2 separate regions of the Rattus norvegicus genome follow, and region 1 is linked to region 2. A link is a contact called in public Hi-C data. All regions are on one chromosome and are shown on one strand. The core of a region is the stretch at or near the end of the contact, and the rest is flanking DNA. Distances in the headings are between cores, read along the strand shown.

What was found. A called contact is a pair of places that touch in the nucleus more often than the background predicts.
Region 1: a contact with region 2 is called in a Hi-C map of Schwann cells, with 8 times the contacts expected there. The contact joins two enhancer-like sites. A contact is called at or near these places in 9 of 12 Hi-C or Micro-C datasets (the A7r5 cell line, the Rat2 cell line, Schwann cells and 6 more) and 1 of 1 datasets of contacts at active chromatin or transcription factors (oligodendrocytes).

Annotation. Positions count from the first base shown.
Region 1 is chr13:69,936,354-69,942,102 of GRCr8, reverse strand. It overlaps Kiaa1614 (KIAA1614 homolog), which reads left to right. Exons shown (of 10, transcript NM_001427644.1): 10 at 1,636-2,875. The coding sequence ends at 1,829. Among named protein-coding and RNA genes, the nearest start is that of Kiaa1614, 32 kb to the left of the region's middle. Within about 2 kb of position 2,287, at least 21 of the 93 cell types and tissues checked have an H3K27ac peak or open chromatin away from gene starts, as enhancers often do. A contact at or near this core is called in Schwann cells, where this site is marked.
Region 2 is chr13:69,771,125-69,777,060 of GRCr8, reverse strand. No RefSeq gene overlaps it. Among named protein-coding and RNA genes, the nearest start is that of Ier5, 48 kb to the left of the region's middle. Within about 2 kb of position 3,095, at least 26 of the 93 cell types and tissues checked have an H3K27ac peak or open chromatin away from gene starts, as enhancers often do. A contact at or near this core is called in Schwann cells, where this site is marked.

The sequences.
Region 1 (5,749 bases), core at 1,038-3,537, 170 kb before region 2:
GTGCCTCGGAGGAGAGGAGCCGTGGTCTGGGGCTGCCCTGGCCCCTTGCTAAGCTGAGTCAGGAATGTGGCACGTATCTCATCTGACACCACACCCACGAAAACAGCAGGCCCTGCCTTCTGCTTCTAACCAGCTACCACATAGGCGTCTAACATCCTTAACAAAGGCTGTCTCCAGCAGACCATGTGCCAGAGTTGCCTCCCAGTCACGATTTCAGCTGGGAAGCCTACCCAGGTCTCCCTAAAATGGCTGCAGTGACGTCAGTGTCTGGTCTGGGTGGCTACACTCTTTTGGGTTTTGTCATTCCTCCCCACCTGCCTCTCCTGCTGCATACCAAACACTCCTGTGGGTTCCCATGGGAGGTAGGGGTGGCTCTGCTCTCCCTGCCACCAGCCTGTAGACCCAGCAGGTTAGCTGTTCAAGCAGCACGAAAGGAGACCAAGGACAGGGTGGGATCTCACTGGGAAAGCCTTCTGCCAAAGAACTGTAAGCACTTGGTTATTTGGAGACGGGGCCTCAATGGAAAGGCTCCAAAAGGGACAGCCACACTTCAGACAAATGGGTCAAATAGCCACAGACCTTTAGTAAAGGACTTGTAGACTCCATATTCAGAGGCTGGCTTCTCTGGGACCCAGGGCTACAATGAAGGGGGAGCCTCTGGGTCCATAAGGCAAGGTACCACCTCCCACAGTCCACGATGCTGCAAGCCAGAGATGGACGCACCAGAACAGACATCCTGCCAGTGCCAAGCACCTGACTAGGGAAAGGCCTGGGAGAAGGTATCATGTGGACAGCCACTATGTGAAGGGGTCAGGACTGCTCACCTGTCCCCAGACCCCACTGTGTTGTCAGCTGCTGGAGAGCCACTCGCAAAGGCTGTCCCCCTCTGTCCTTAGCGGCTGGCTGTGCTCGCACAGAGAGAATGGTAGTGGGCTCCAGCTTTCCCCAGAGGAACCTCCCATATATGCTGTCAGCTCAGGGCAGCTGACGGAGAACCCCAGAGATGCCCAGCTCTCAGGTGGACACTGCTGTGGCAGCAGTGGCTGGAGACCTGCCTTGTCAGCCCAAGCCCCCATGGCCTCTCCTACAACACGGCTTTCTTGGGAGCCAGCCACGAGTCCCTGACAGGTTTGATCATTTTACAACCCAAGAAATGATCATGCTGGCCAGGGTGAGCCTCTTGGAGTGGTAGAGCGAAGGGTGCAAGAAACAGGCAAGTACATTGTAGATGTGGGCATCTATTTTCCATGGACTTTGGCCACATGCCACCAAAGCCCAAGTGAGGAACTGAGTGACCCTGAGGCCAGGGACTCTGGACCAGATTTGGTCTCTTCATACTCCAGTGACGTGTCCCCTGCCTTGGCCTTTGGGCCTGGGTCACTTGAGCAGCACAGTGCACACTGCTATCCGAAAAGCTGCTATCAGAAAAGGGTAAGATTAGTTCCTTCGTACTAAACAGAAGATGGATAACGTCTTCAAGCATCATTTGCATGGGTTTTGCTGTTTTGAAAGAGGCCACAGAGAAATGAGGTTAAGTGTGGGGTAGGGGATTACAGGGGACACATGATATCAGTTGTAAGGGGCATGTCACTGTTTTCTGCATGATTTCTCATCCCGCCTCCCTTTCCTTTACAGGGCTGTATGTGCAGGACATGGCTGACCTGGATACGGCCAAGCTGTACTCAGGGCTCCTTGGGGTAGGGGATGAGATCCTGGAGATGAACGGGGCCAAGGTTGCTGGGCTGGGCTTGGCTCACATCAACGAGCTGCTGGTGCGTGTGGAGAGCTTGTCGATTCGTGTCTTGAGACAACGGCCTGTCCCCCAGTGACCCAGAAGTACTGCTGTTCTTGCTGATGCTCCTTCAGGACCCCTGACCCACACACACAGTAGGAGGGGCTAGAAACGTGCCACCCAGAGATACCATGAATGTAAAATGCAGTTCACAGATCAGCCTCTGTCTGGGTGTGGCAGAAGCTGTTCTGATGGGCCACCTGTAGGAAGAGGTACCTGTGCCCATTCAGGATACTAATTTATACAGGTCTGGGGACAGGGAATACTGGTTTCTTCCTTCACAGAAGTTGCCATGTTCCTTTGTTGGAGCTAGAGAGGACAGCAACTGACTAATCCTTGAGTTGGCCCTTGAAAGCTGGCCCTTGAGAGCCAGCTTCAGCTTTTGGCCACACTCGCTGAAAAGGCTCCCCAGCCCCCAGCACACCAGACACAGCGTGGCCACATTGGCTTTGCGCCCCATCTCTTTCAGCCGTAGCTTGCTTGGTTCCCATATGACACTTTGCTTCTGATCCAGAAAGGGCTCAGTGTCTTGGCACAGCCTGACAGCCAGGAGCACACATTCCTAACTGTGTGTTCTGTGAAGTATGGCCTGTCAGGAGCTCTGTGCCCCTTCTGGGTATGCGAACTTCTGAAAGAATCTGGGAGCCAGAGTATTAAGAATTACTAGGAATTTTTACGACCAACACAAAGTTGAAAAATGAAACTATTGCCATTTGCAGCAAGTATGGCCATGGTACGAAGGATGTGGGGGGTCAGCCCAGCCCACTCTTTGCCTCCACCCCTGCCTAGTTGTGGCCTGGCCTGGGCGGGCCTTGGTCTTTGTTCTCTTGTCCAGCTTGGAGACAGGGCTGCAGCTGGTGTCTGGCTGTCCCCCAGCTGCAGGGTTTCTATCCAGACCTCCCTGGTGGCAGCTGTGGGTGGGCAGCAGGTAGGGAGGCTGTGAGCGGGGGGTGGGGGGTGGCCATCCCACCTAGGCATAGGGCAGTCTGCTCAGCTCAGACGCTGCTCAAGGGTTCAGGACTCTAGATGCCTGGACAGGTGTCAGTCTTAAATTATTAAAAAGCCAAAGCTGCTTCCACTGGAGTTGCTGGATTCTGTTTCCACTTCATCTCTACCAGCCCTAAGAGGTCTGGGGCAGGGCAGGCGCAGATGGGTACAGGTATAGCCAGGGGACATTTGGAGGGGACATGCAAGGAGGCCTGCAAGGGTAGGGTCACGGCCAGGGTAGTTGCAGAAGGCCCTGCAGAACTTGAGTCATACAGGAGCCCTGGCAAGGCTGAGATCGGAGAGAACAGAGCTAAGAACCTTGGGCTAGGTGGTGTTGGGCACAGCTGCTTTGGAACTTGCCACAGTGCCAGCTATGGTTAAAAAACAAAACAAAACATCTTTCATCTGGATTGGGCTGACACGAGTGTCATGGGCAGTTTTTATCAGACAAGGAAGCCACTGAGTGTTGCTGAGAGATGACAGAGGAAACTAACCTGTTTGGGGAGGAGACTGGAACATTTGCACCAGAATTCAGTTAAAACCCAGAGGCTGGGGAGAGGAAGGGAAGTGGGGGAGTGTCCCGGAGCCCCGAGAGTGCAGGACTGGATGGCTAGGGCTGCCCCAGGCTGGAGAAAAAGCAGAAGGGGGGGTGTAGTAGGTGGGTAGAGTGTCCAGCATATCGAGTGCATGAAACCTCAGGGAATAGAGGACACTGGAGCACCCCAGAGATGAATCTGCCCCATCCCTTTCCTGCAGAAGCCACAGCCAAAGGGAAATCCTGGTGACCTACTACAGCAGTGGGTCTCAACCTGTCTCCAAAGATGTTTACATTCAGTTCCTAACAGTAGGCCCACTACAGTGCTAAAGTGACAACGAAATAATTGTATAGTATGGGGTCGCCACATGAGGAACTGTCTTAAAGGGTCACAGCGTTAGGAAGGTTGAAAAACCTTGCCCTGCTGGCGTCCCCAAGCCTGGAGCTGCCGCTGAAGAAATTTCATCTTGGAAAAAGCATCAGTAGCAAAAGTCACCTCTGCTTTCTGTATCGCAAGGTCACTTGTCTTCTGGAGAAATGCAGTGACAGGGCTGGGACTGGGAGAGGACAGGAAAAGGCTGGAGTGGCAGAAGTTTCTGCTGGCTCCTGATGTATCCTAATCTTTAGACAGGGCCAACCAGGAGTGTCCTGCTTCTTGTCCTCCGAGAGGTGGGAAACCCAGCTTGGTGCAAGTGCCGATATCAGGCTCCCCATCCCTGTCTGCTGGTGTGAGGCTCACCTGTCTTCTCTAGCCTTCCTCTATTTTTCCTCCCTCAGTGGTGGAAAAGGACAGAACTGGGATGTGAGAAAGAATGTGCAGGGTAATAGTCCCTCCTGTCTCTGACCTGGGATCTGAGGCACCCCTGTGGCCTCTGCTTTCCCCTGAGGCAAAAGCTGTGGTTCCTGGCATGCATGCGTGTGTTAGGGGAGCACTTTGCTCTCTCCAGCATCTGGCCCGGTCTCTGTACTCTGCTTTACCTAGAGAGCTACTGGTGTGGTTTAGCCCTCCTCCAGATACTGCACCATCAGAACATTCTAGAATGTAGTTAATTGCCCTGAGCCTGGTCTGGTGCAGGCTGGAGGGGTGGGAGAAATGAGGAAGACTCCATCAACATACAGAACAAGGAGGGGCAAGAATACCACACCATTTGGGCAGTGCGGCAGTGTCGGACATGGTGCAGCCTGGTGCAGAGCCAGAGGTATGGTGGTGAGGAGGGAAAAGGTGCTCCTAAGCGTGGCTTTGTGAAGTGAATGGGAATTTTTAGTGAGAGCAAGGATGCTCAGGCGTAAAAAACAAACAAAACCTAGCCTGTGCAAAGATGTGCATTTCCCCTTGAATAACCACATCCCTTAAATCCACAGAAAGCGGTTGGTGTTGGGGACCACAGAACAGAAAGTACCAACTTTGGCATGATCTCCTAAGGGGCTGCGGGGCAAGGATGGGTGGAGTTTGCAGGGGATCGCAGAAGGCACTATTTTCAGTCAAGCCACGCTTCTGCTTCTAGGGAGGGGACACTGGGTGACCTCTAAGGTGTGCCTCTAAGGTTGCACAGGATCTGGTAGGAGTTGGGAGCAGGATTTCCGTCGCCAGGCACTGTTGGTGCTGGGTTCACCTTGGAGACAAGACAGGTGTGCCATGGAACTTGTGGCTGGTGAGTGACCTTCACCCTGCCAGCCAACCACAGGCAGCTCTGCTGCAGCTTTGGTACACATCCTAAAACACAACAGCAGACTAGGGTGCGACCAGGCAGGTGTCCCTGCGGGTCTGGGCAGGTGACAGACTAGTTGTCAGCTGCAGCACCTTCAAGGCTGGCCACTGAAGAATGTTAATAGATTGGCTTGCTCCTGCCAGCTGGGGACATCACAGCATTGTGCACAGTGGCCTGCATGAAGAGCTCAGTCTGCTCTGGAGGACGGTGCAGTGGAGGCTGAGGGAGAGGCAGGTGAGCAGAACCCATGGAGGAAAGGTACCGTAGGAGAGACCAGGGCAGCCTGGGGTGGAGGAGGGGCATGCAGGCTACAGTTGACCCAAGGCAAATGCACACTGGACCCAAGTGTGTGTGTGCAGGGATGGGCCACAAGAGGCGTGCCTCAAGCTAGAGGTGCAGTGGCAGGCAGTGGTGCCACCCTATCTGCTGACCTTTACAGGGAGGGGATGCTGTTCTTCACTTTCAGCTTTGAGGCCCTTCGGGAGAATGAAGTCCAACCTTCCACCCCACCACCAGCAGGAGAGGGGTTTCTCTGGCCGTGTTTCTGACTGTAGTAGACATCTAAAGCAGGATGCATTGTGGGGAGTGCTGGGGAGCAGAGAGCTCCTCCCACGGGCAATGACAAGTTCTATACCACCTTAGGTTGCGTTGGTAGAACTGATGAAACCCAGGCACGGTCTTTAGAGGTTATAGACCAGTCATGGAGAAGCCACAAACCTAGAAGCA
Region 2 (5,936 bases), core at 1,846-4,345:
CCTCCTCCCTGCTCTGTCCTCGCCCACAGGGCCCTGCTGCTGAAGACATCCTACCCCGGCCAAGCCTGGCTCTGGACTCCCGCTCTGGCCTCTCTCTGGGTCTGGAATGCTTTCCCTCTCCGTCTCTCTTCATCTGGCAAGCGTCAGTTTGAACCTTAGGCCCACCGTAGAGATCTCAGCCTTGATCTCTCTTTCTTAAGTGTCTAGCCTGGGCTAGACTCTGTCACATGCAAACACTCCACTTCTGAACCCACGATAAGAGGATGGAGAGCAAAGTAGTTAGAGTGGAGAGAACTGCAAATCCATTGGCATTCACATATGCTAATTAATGCCTGGTTAGAAAGCGAAGGGACTCGAGCAGATGCCTGCACACTTCAGCCGTGTGACCTTGGTGCCACGAGAGGGGATGACAAATGAGTAAAGCAGAGCCTCAGCAGCTAACTTAGAAGTGCATTCCTGGGCAGGCAAGTCCAGGTCTGGAAGAGGAAAGAATGCAGCTGTGTGAAGGGTGTGAGGGCTAGGATGAAGAGTGGATGGGCGGGCGGGAGGCAAAGGCACCCAGCCCTCGGAGATTCTGCCTTGGGAAACGGTGTGAAAGAAGGGAAATTGCTTCTGCGATATGAAAACAATACGCTTTCACTCTCGGGAATCAGGTTGCTCCTCCTTCACTGACTCGATGGGCTCGTGGTTTCGGGAGAGCCCCAGACAGTCTAGAACAAAGACGTCTTACTCAGCTTTGCCTTTCAAACTTGATTCCCCCCTCCTACCCTGCCTGCTCCATAGCTAGATAGCTAGTGAATGCTTAATGTTCTCAGAGCCTGGTTGGAGAGAGAGAGAGAGAGAGAGAGAGAGAGAGAGAGAGAGAGAGAGAGAGAATGCTTCCCATATTTCAAGGAGATCCTTTGTTTCTATCTAGAAGTGCAGCTTGGGCATGCAAGCATAAAGCAACGTGTTCAGCCGCAGTGCTGAGGATATAAAATTCAGAGCTCAGGCCCTGAGAATGGAAGACTGGAGTGCCTGGCAGGAGGCTCAGCAGACGTGAGGAGGCAGAGGAAGGTGCAATGTGCCCCACCCTCTACCCAAAGCCTCGGGGAGGAATGTCAAGGGGGTAGTAACAGCCCTTCAGGGGAAGTAGGAAGTAGGGGTTAAGCTCCACTTCACATATGGGCCTTTGTGACTCCCTCGATGGTGTCTTTCCATAGCAGCCTAAAGCTCGCTGTCAAACAAGCAAATTCTGCCTCAGCAGAGAAAGGGCCTGTGACAGTGGCCCTTGCTTCCCTGTGGCTTGCATGAGAATAAACTTCCCAAGTGGTCTCTGGAAATACATAAGGAGGCTGGCTGTGAGGAGTCAGGACTCTGTCAGGAGCTTACTGGGCCAGGGGGAGCCCTTGGCAGCTTCTCCAAGTGGAGATCCAGAGCTGGGTCCCGAGGGAGGACAGGGCTGAGCTCTAGGAGTCTGATGACAGGGAGCAGTGAGCTGGCCAGGAACGTTTGTTAGGCATTGTCTGCCTGCTGGGAGCAAGTCATGTGTGTTCCAAGCCCAGCTGGACAAGCCACAGGAGAGGATGCGGCTCACGGACAGCACACGAGACAGGCATTTAAGGGCTTTCGTTCACGATAAGGTCAAACAATCCCATAGCATATTGAGTGTGATCTCTCCTCCGAGCTGGTTGGCTCACTTCTGAAGGTGGTACTGCTGTATCAGTTCATTGCAGCTCACTGAAGTTTCACTTTGAGATTGAGCAGACAAGAACAGACCTCACACAGAGCACAGCGGTGAGAAAAACACCCAAGAAGGAGTAAATAGAGAGACCTGAGATTGCAGTCTGGAGAAAGGGCATTTGGGGCGACACAGGTCCTTTATGTCTCCCAAGAACAGATATGATGCACGGACCATATAGGGACATTTAATCTCCAGTTCTGGCAAGCTGTCTATAGACTCGAAGCTAGCACATGCTGAACCAGGAGACTTCCTGGATTTGGTACCTCAAGCAGAAGCCAGGACAGTGTGTAGGAGATTTGGACATCTGTTTTGGTCACAAATCTGGACAACCTTCAAGTCCCCCACCCACTTACCCTCACCTTAAGACTTGATGACTGCCGAGTGAAATTCTAATTTTATTCTTGCTGACTCAGAGGCAGGGGAGGATCTTGCTTTGAGTCAGAGCACCCATGTGGAAAGACCTCGCTTCTTGGAGCTGGCTCTTAGCATGGCTCTACCACTCACCAGCTGGGTGCCCTGGACAACTTCCTTCACCTCCCAGATCATCGTGTTCTGGTTTGTAGGACGGAGATGTTTGCCCAGGGTTAGGAGAGCACTTAGAACATCAATATAATAAAAGGTTGAGACGTGGCAGACTGGATGAGAAGTAGGGGAGCTTTTCCGTGCTATAGAACCATGGGACTTCCCACGGGCTCGTTTTCTTGTTCATCTGAGCAGCTGATAGTGTGCGAGAACACTGAGTTTAACACGAAGCAAGACAGATGCCGATGCAGGGCAGATGGGTTCTACCTTGAGTGGTCATAAAAGAGAACTGCTCTGAGTTGGGGAAGGGCACTTAGAACTCAGCTGGAGGAGAGGCCAGGAGGAAGTTATCACTAAGGCTACAGATGGCCTCCTCTTACTCTGTCCTTGAACGTCTAGTTCAGCTGCCGAGATGTTCACACTCTGGAGAAGAGAGTGGTCTTGGGTAGATCGGCCCACCCCTAGGTGACATCCGATTTGGGCCTACTTGTGGCTGTGAAGTGGTCACAGTCAAAGGTTTCACTTTGTCTCAGCCTCAGCCTCCTACATGAGTTCTCCTAGCCTCGGCCCCTTCATCTGATCCAGCCCTTCCCATTTCTTCCATCCCAGCCCTCCCCCCCCCCCCCCCCCCCCCCGTGAACTAGCTCCTTGTTCATAAGGAGGAAAGAAAGATGTCTGCCTCTCCCCAGGATGCTTGGTTGATCAGCTGGAGAGGCCGTGAGTGAGGATGAACACAGGCAGCCCCCACACGGCTGAGCCTGTGGTCGAGAAGCTGATCCACACTGTGTGGACTGTGTGGGTGGGGACTGCCAAGAACAGGCCCGCAGCCCTGCCTCTGCCCCCCAACCCCCTCTTGCCTTCTGGTTGGAGGAAGTGAGTCCAGCCTGGGGCCTCAGCGGCTGAATCAGTGGTTCTTGGAAGGTGATGATGTCACCGTGACAGGGCGGCTCCCCTCCCCCAGCCACAGTCAAAAGGAGAGTGACAAATGTCTCTCTCAGGCAGAGGCCTGAAGCTCTCAGGGGAGTAGTCTGTGTTCACAATCTGCGCTGGTCACTTAATGCCACCTTGGTAGCTGTTGTCATCCTCAAATTCCCTCTCTTCCCATCCTCGTCCCGTTCTTCATCCTGTGTGCTGGAGTTCTGCGAAAGTCTTGATAATATTTTAATTAATTTTTTGGGGGGAGGGTCTCATGTCTTCCATATTGGCCTGAAATTGCTGTGAAATTGAGGATGGCTCTTTTTAGAAAATTATCATTCATTTTACTTTTTTTCCCGGAGCTGAGGACCCAGCACAGGGCTCTACCACTGAGCTAAATCCCCAGCCCCTTTTGTCATTCATTTTTATTTCATGTTTTGCCTGCGTTTATGTCTGTGAGGGTGTCGGGTCCCCTGGAACTGTGAGCCGCCCTGTAGGTGCTGGGAAGTGAACTCAGGACCTCTGGAAAAGCAACCAGTGCTCTCAACCTCTTAACCACTGAGCCATCTCTCCAGCTCCCTGTGGACGACTTTTCTAATCCTCTTGCCTCTACCTGAGGAGTGCTGGGGTTTACGGATGTGTGCCACATGCCGGGGAGAGAACCCTTGGGTGGCATATACTAGGCAAAGCGCCTTACTAACAGATCTGCACCGGCGGCCCATCTTGATGATTTTAACCATTTTGTATCTTTGTTCTCCCATATAAATCGATGCACAAATCATAGACTATCATCTTGCCTGACCATGTGTGTTCTGGGACATAGAAATATCATGTCTTCTTAGAAACAGCATGTGAAGATGTATGTCCCCTTTTCCAGGTTCACATCTTTGCCTTTAAAAAAAAAATAATCACTTAATATCAGGGGCTGTGTCCCACTGGACAGAGTGGGGACACGTTAAGCCTTCACTTTTCCCCTGTCAAGGACTACCCGGCTACCTCGTGGTTGGGAATGTGGTGGAAGACTGAGATGGATGTTTTTCTCTTCTCAGGTGTCAGCTGCTGTAAAGAAAGCCAACAGCATTCTACTTTCGGGGAACTCAGCTGGGCTGGCTAGGCCAGAGATTCCTAAAAACAAAACAAAAACCAAAACAAAAACCAAAACAAAACCACCCTTTGTTCTCTGTGTACCGCTGGGCTACCTGGAGACCTTGTGTTAGATTCACTTGGAATAAAATGGGTCCTTTTTGTCAGCGGGCTGCTGGTGCTCCAGACTAACCTTGACGGTACAGGGAGCCCTGGCATCACCTTACTCTGCCCGATGCTGCCCCCTGCAGGTGCATCGCCAACAGGGTCCTGGTGTCTCTGTTGGCCTAATGGTGGCTCTTCATCACCTGAAGTTGTCAGAGCAGTTAATAGAGCATGAACAGGAAGAACATTAGGCTTTTCTGAGTGAAACTAGGACACTGAGATAAATAGCAGAGGTGATGAGAATGATCGATGGATGTACAAGCTTCAAATAAGTTGATGGAGCAGGGGTACCAAGAGGAGGGACCAAAGTTTAGATCAAGGCTCATGGCGACTCAAGGTTGATCTGAACTCCTGTCCAGTGCGTGATACGGCCAGATAATTGCTCAAGGTTGTGAAGTTAGCAGATGACGGACCTGGATGCGAACTCAGACTCCAGAGTACTGTTGTCACACCTGTGACATTTGGTGTTCTCATAGCTCCTTGCTAAGAGATTGTCTTAGTTTTATTTCTATTGCTGGGACAAAGTGCTCTGACAGAAAGCAACTTAGGGACAAAAGGTTGTATTTTAAGCTCACAATTGCAGGTTACATCCAGCATAACAGGGAAGACAGGGCAACAAGGAACTTAATAAGATACCAGGTCACATCACCTCCACCATGAGGCTTGCTTACAACTCAGTTCATTTTCTCTACTTATATACAATCTAGGACCCAAACCTAGGGAATGGTGCCACCCACCATGGGCTGGGGCTTCCACAACAGTTACAACAGTCAACACAGTTTCCTACAGACACTCCCACAGACTCTCTTACCTGGTGATACTGGATTGTGTTAAGTTGACAATTAAAACTGACCAGAGATCAAGATCTCTTGGAGGGAAGTCCCTTTCTGCCTGGTGTGGACTAGGTGCTTGGGAATGAAGATGAGCTTTCCATAGGAAACTCTCTGTATGAAGAGGTCTTAGCTATGGCCTCTGTAATGCGATTTGAGGGATGCTGGGAAGGTCTTCCCAACGTTCTCACCACACTGGCCTAGAGGGTCACTATAGGAAGATGTAGCTCCTAAGTGAAGAAGAGACTGATATCAGTCTTTATACTTTAGCTCTACCTCTGTCTGAAAGGGCCCTTCTAAAGGCCAGCATTTAACTGGCCATGAGGCCCGCCCAGGCTACCTCTGATGTGGTATCTGAGTTTCCCCCGTACACTTCTCTCCTCTGGTCTCATGGGGTCCTCTTCCGCTTGTTCCTGGTTCAGGGTCTTCACTGTATAATCAAGCCTCAGGTCAGCGACAAAGACAACACTTTAACTGCAAACTCAGAGAATGTGCATTTTCTCCAAAAATCCTCCTGGATCTCGCTTGCAGGAAAAGCGAAGATTCTTCAGCATTTGCCTCATTTTACTTCCACCCCTCTGTCCAGCACCAACTCTCCCTAGTGTCTTTCCTCTATCTTCCTCCATCACCCTCCTCCGTTAAACAGGACTTACGTGCTTTGTTACCCAGCGTGCATCTTCACATCTCCATGTTTCTTT